2 separate regions of the Gossypium raimondii genome follow, and region 1 is linked to region 2. A link is a contact called in public Hi-C data. All regions are on one chromosome and are shown on one strand. Each heading gives the region's core, a stretch centred on a gene start, on an enhancer-like site or on the middle of the called end of the contact. The rest is flanking DNA. Distances are from core to core; before and after follow the strand shown. Region 1 holds the start of LOC105776684 (probable xyloglucan galactosyltransferase GT14). Region 2 holds the start of LOC105777067 (receptor-like kinase TMK4).

Region 1 (3,049 bases), core at 242-2,741, 210 kb after region 2:
GAATGAAGTAAGTACAAATGGGGGGCTCTCTATTTATAGTTGAGCTCCCCAAAAACTGACGGTCAAGATACATTTACATCGACAGACGAGATTAACTATATCTCTTAATTTTAGGGATTTACAAGATATGTCATATCAAATGTAATCTAATCTTTACAAGATATGATTCTATCAATCTTTTAAGATTAGTTACCAAAATAGCCTAAGTTGCCAAATCTTTATTATCGGGCCAACCAAGCTTCAATCTGACAGGCTTCTCAACAGCTTACCGAATTGGGCCAGTTCTTGCTGGCCAAATGATCCCCATCTACACAATAAACCTCCATTAGATGCATTTCGTACGATGGTCATGGGCTTTGAACTGCGACCCATGACACTAACATGGTCTTAACATAATCTAAGCTTATACCACTAAGTATATCATGATTTCAAGTTCCAAATTCACTGACACTCAACAATGGTAGCTAGAATATAACTTAATAATAGGAAAAACTAACACTTGGGTTAGTTAAATTAAGCTTGGATGACTATGAATCCATAAAAAAATTCAACAAAAATAACATGTTTACCTTCTGAATTTTGAACTGAAAATGAAGAAGAAACAAAAATTATTCTATTTCTTTGGAAAAGAAGAAAAATAAAATAAACTAAGCCCTTTTCTTATTTTATCTCTCCCACTTTTCAATCTCATATTCGACTTGTGGACTTTTTAGTTTAACTTTTCGGACAAATTGACTTAACAAATTCAATTTTAAAATTGACATGTCCAACAACAACGAAAATTGGGTTGTTGCAAATGGGACTCACCTCAAGTTTTCATTGACCTATAGATGCCACCTCTTCGAAAATCAAGAGAGAAGAGCATGCATATAACCTATACTCAAATACAACCTCAACATCTTTTACAATGTGAACCACCCCACCTTTAGAACCAGGTTGAAAAGAAAATCTCTAATCAAAATATAAAGGTTAAAATGTGATATAATCCTTATACTTTTCGAAAATTAGAAATTTAGTCATTGTACTTGTATTTTTAGAAATTTAGTCTCTCTACTTTTCATATTTCAAAATTTAGATCCAACTATTAACACTGTTAGTTTTTTTTTGTTAAATTGGTTGTTGTGACATTTTGAAATAAAAAAACTACTCACTTGGTAGCCATGTAATTAAAAATTGTTTTAATTAACCTGAATTTAACAAAAAATTAACAGTATTAACAATTCAACCTAAATTTTGAAATATGAAAAGTATAGAGACTAAATTCTGAAAATAGAAGTATAAGGACTAAATTACTAATTTTTAAAAAGTGCAGGGACTAAAGTCATGTTTTAACCAAATATAAATGCATGAAAAAATCATTCAAGGGTTTAACCGTCTAATTCATTATCATTGCAATACCCTTCGAAGATACGGTGAGAGAAAACAAAAGAGTGGTGACCCACCCGACAAAGTAACGGACCGGGCGGTCGCGCCACCAGTCCATACTTTTGGGCACGAATCCAGACGTCGAAGCTCCCTTTGTCCAACGACCAATGCAAGCATTTAATGTCAATGGGTTCCCTTTCCGTTTCACCATAAATCAAGCATCTCCCCCCTCCCTCAAGCCCCAGATCAAGGAAACAAGCTCTTCACTAAACAATCCACTGCTTCTCACTTGCTTTCTTTTCTTTTCTTTTTACTGGACTTCTCAAAGCATTCCCCAATTTCCTCCCTGTTTCCAGCTCTAGTTTCCAAGCAGTTTCAGAGGAAAGAAAGTAAAGCCTGTTTACCGAAGATGGAAAACCCCATCACTTCAAAATGCTGCAACCATCAGCCCTGGTTTGTCTTACTTGTCTTTTTCGTTTTCTGTATTGAGCTATTTTCCTTTGATTACTCCGGTTTTACTGCTAAAAAATCTGCCCTCGTCACTGTTTTGGATGATAATCATGGAACCGTAATCAATACCCAAAGTTCTTTACCTCATGATTTCACTGAAATTACCAATGCTAGCGTCTATCCATTGCCCAAAACTGATGAAAAGGGAGATTTGAAAGTGGGAACTGAGATCGATTCTTGTGTGGGGAGATATATATTTGTTCATGATCTTCCCAGTAGATTTAATGAGGATTTGGTTAACAATTGTCGGTTGCTCACTAGGGGAACTGATAAAAACATGTGTCCATACTTGGACAACTTGGGTTTTGGTCCTGAAATTGAGAACCCTGAAGATGTTTTGATAAACAATAGCTGGTTTTTAACGAATCAGTTCTTGTTGGAAGTCATCTTTCACAATAAGATGAAAAGGTATGAATGTTTAACCAATGACTCGTCGATTGCATCGGCTATTTACGTACCCTTTTATGCTGGTCTTGATATGAGCTTGTATCTATGGGGTTTCAACACTACTGTGAGAGATTCTGCATCTCTTGGCCTTGTTAAGTGGCTATCAGAGAAGCCTGAATGGAAAAGAATGTGGGGTAGGGATCATTTCTTAGTTGCTGGGAGGATTGCTTGGGATTTCCGAAGACAAAGCGATAACGAAACCGATTGGGGCAGCAAGCTTCGGTTCTTGCCTGAATCCAAGAACATGTCGATGTTGTCGATCGAATCGAGCTCCTGGAACAATGATTATGCAATTCCATATCCAACATGTTTCCATCCTTCAAAGGACAGTGAGATTTTCCGGTGGCAGGATCGAATGAGAAGGCAAAACCGGCAGTATCTTTTCTCCTTTGCTGGTGCCCCTAGGCCTGAATATCAGAATTCGATCCGGGGCAAGATTATTGATCAATGCTTAGCTTCAAAGAGCCAGTGCAAGCTGCTGGATTGTAATTATGGTACTACAAACTGTGATAATCCGGTTAATGTGATGAAGGTGTTTCAGAGCTCAATCTTTTGCTTGCAGCCCCCAGGGGATTCTTACACAAGGAGATCGATTTTCGACTCTATTTTAGCAGGGTGCATTCCGGTGTTTTTCCATCCAGGTACAGCATATGCTCAATACATATGGCATTTACCAAAGAATTATACTGCATACTCGGTGTATCTACCAGTAAAGGATTTAAGTGAG
Region 2 (3,107 bases), core at 46-2,545:
CGTGACACTATGAGTTAGCATGTAAGACACTCAAACCCCTCTATGAGACCGCACGATGTGGATTCACACACCATCACATAGGCGAACCCACATCGTATAAACACATGTTAAACCTAGAGTAGAGTACGTGCCGACATGCATGGAACCTACCTACGAAATCACATCTATGAATAGTAACCATATCATATAAATACACAGCTTCACCCATCTAAAGGATACACATAAACACCCAAAAAATATTAAAAATATTTAAAAAATTCTAAAAATCTTTAACTTATATTTTCGAAATATATGAACAAAGTACTAAAAGTTCTATAAAAGAAAATATTTATTTTGATAGTTTTCTTTTTGTAAACAGTATTGTATAAATTTGAATTTTTAATAATTTAATAAAACATTGTTAAATTTCTAAAATAATGCCCAACATTCAAAAACTTATATAATAATAAAATAATTAAAATTACCAAATTTCTGAAAAAATAAAATTTAAAATTTAAAATTTTCCAAAATTATTTCAAAAATTATAAAATAAAAATATATAAATATTCAGTAAAATTAATTTTATTTTTAAAATTTCAAAAATTCATTATTTTCTATTATTTTTAAATTTTATAAAGTTTAGAATATTTTTGCATATATATTATATAAAGTTTCCTTTTAATTTTGAGGAAAAATATTTGTTGGAAAATTTTATAATTTTTCAAACTTTGGAGCTTTTATTTTATTTGTTTTCATATTCTGAAGATATTTTTCGAACATTTATATATATATATACACATATATTGGATTTTATGATCTTTTGAATTCTTATAGTTTGTTTTAGAATTTTCACGCTTTTTATTAAAATTTAAAAGTTACGCGATACTATTTACAAAATTTTTTTTCTCAAAACTTTGGAGTATTTTAGTAATATCTATTTGTTTTTTATTTTTCATATATAAAATTTTAAAACATTTTTTTATAATTTTATTAGTTTTTAATTTTAATAATGTACGGACTTTTGTTTTCTTATTATATAATATTTAAAAAAGTCAAAATTCAGAGTTGGATTGGATAATAATTGACGCTATTTTCATTTTTTTCTTATCCATTTTTAAAAGTACGGGACATAAGTACTTTATTTTTAGATGGACCATTTTGCTCATATTTGAAATTGATAGGGATGTATGTGAAATTTAAACTATTTTAGTACTTTACATATTAACTTTTTTAGGAAAAAAAAAAAGAAACAGGTAAGATATTCTCTCTTTTAAAAAAATTCCAACTAAGAAAATTCCCTTTCATTATTTCTTTTGTCTTTCCCCCAAGTATTCCCTTGCCCTAAAACACTGTTCTTTCTTTTCACTGTTAGGAAAAAAAGAAAAAAACCATATTCAAAGAACAATCCAACAAACACCATCGTTGTTGGATAATCCAACTGTTTTGGTTTCCGAAACTAACCCAAAAGCAAAAATGCTTAACCGCCACCATATCCTCCTTCCCATCCTCCTTTTCTCCGCCTTTCTCGCCGCCGGGGACGACGGCGCAACCATGCTCAAGATAGCTTCATCCTTCCGCCCTCCTCCCACTGGGTGGTCTTCCACTTCTTCAGACAACTACTGCAAGTGGCCTGGCATAAATTGCGACAAATCCAACAGCGTTACTTCCATCAACCTCTCTTCCAAATCCCTGTCTGGGACCCTTTCCCCCGACATCGCCGACTTGTCGGAGCTCCAGACTTTGTCACTCCAACGCAACGCCTTGTCCGGGACCATCCCATCTTTGGCCAACCTCTCCAGCTTACAAGAGGTTTACCTTGACAGCAACGCCTTCACCTCTATATCCCCAAACGCCTTCTCCGAATTAACCAGCTTGCAAAAGCTGAGTTTGAGTGACAATGCCGGTTTAAGTCCATGGACTTTCCCAGATTTGTCCCAATCGACGGGACTCGTTGAACTTCAACTAGACAACACCAGCTTGTTCGGTTCCTTGCCTGATATCTTCGATTCTATGAACAGCTTGAAAAGTATAAGGCTGTCTTACAACAATTTGAGCGGCACATTACCAGCTTCTCTCGGTGGATCAATGGTTCAGAATCTTTGGATCAACAATCAGGATGTTGGGTTCAATGGTACTTTACAAGTTTTATCCAACATGACACAGTTGTCTCAGGTTTGGCTTCAGAAAAACTTGTTTACGGGTCCGATCCCAGATTTGTCTAAATGTTTGGATATTTTCGATCTTCAGCTTAGAGACAATCAGTTGACAGGGCCGGTTCCCAAATCTTTAATTGACCTTCCAAACTTGAAGAATGTTTCATTGTCTAATAATAAATTGCAGGGTCCTTTCCCAGAATTTCCTACCTCAGTTGAGAAAAAAGTTGTTGATGGAAACAATAATTTCTGTAATAGTAATGGGGATCCTTGTGATCCTCAAGTTACTACATTGCTTGAGATTGCTGGGGGTTTTGGGTACCCTGTGCCTCTTTCTGATAAGTGGCCTGGGAATGATGCTTGCGAATGGTCCTTTATTTCTTGTGATTCACAAAAGAATGTGATTACAGTGAATCTGGAAAAGAAAAACTTGGTCGGGACGATTTCTGCGGCATTTGCCAATCTCATATCATTGAAGAACTTGAATCTGAGTGGTAACGGATTAACTGGTTCAATTCCTGATAGTCTGACTAAGTTGACTAGTTTGCAGCTTCTTGATGTGTCTAATAACAATCTTAGTGGAGACATCCCAAAATTTTCGAATTCAGTAAAATTCTCATACTCGGGGAATAGTTTACTTGGAAAATCTGGTGGTTCTGGTGATGGAGGAGATTCAGGATCTGGAGCATCCGCTGGAGGTTCGGATGGTAACTTGAAAAGTGGCCATAGTAAGAATTCGATTGCTATGATTGTCGGTATTATTGCTGGTGTATTGATTTTTGTTGCTGTTGTTTGCTTTGTTTCTTATAAGTATGTTATGAACAAGCGGTACGGAAAATTTGGTAAGGTGGAGGGCAGTGATGCTGAGAGGGGTGTGGTTAAGAGTCCAGAAAACGGTGGCAGAATGAATGGGAATGGGGGAGTTCCCAGTGAAATGCTAAGCCAAAGCAGTGGGGATCGTAGTGACCGCCATTT

Evidence for each region. A called contact is a pair of places that touch in the nucleus more often than the background predicts.
Region 1: a Hi-C map of leaf shows a contact between it and region 2, with 1.7 times the contacts expected there. The contact joins the promoter of LOC105776684 here to the promoter of LOC105777067 in region 2.

What each region holds. Positions count from the first base shown.
Region 1 is chr10:25,940,834-25,943,882 of ASM2569854v1, forward strand. LOC105776684 (probable xyloglucan galactosyltransferase GT14) reads left to right here and starts at 1,492. Exons shown (of 1, transcript XM_012599527.2): 1 at 1,492-3,049. The coding sequence starts at 1,775.
Region 2 is chr10:25,729,881-25,732,987 of ASM2569854v1, forward strand. It overlaps LOC105777067 (receptor-like kinase TMK4), which reads left to right and starts at 1,296. Exons shown (of 3, transcript XM_012600125.2): 1 at 1,296-3,107. The coding sequence starts at 1,453.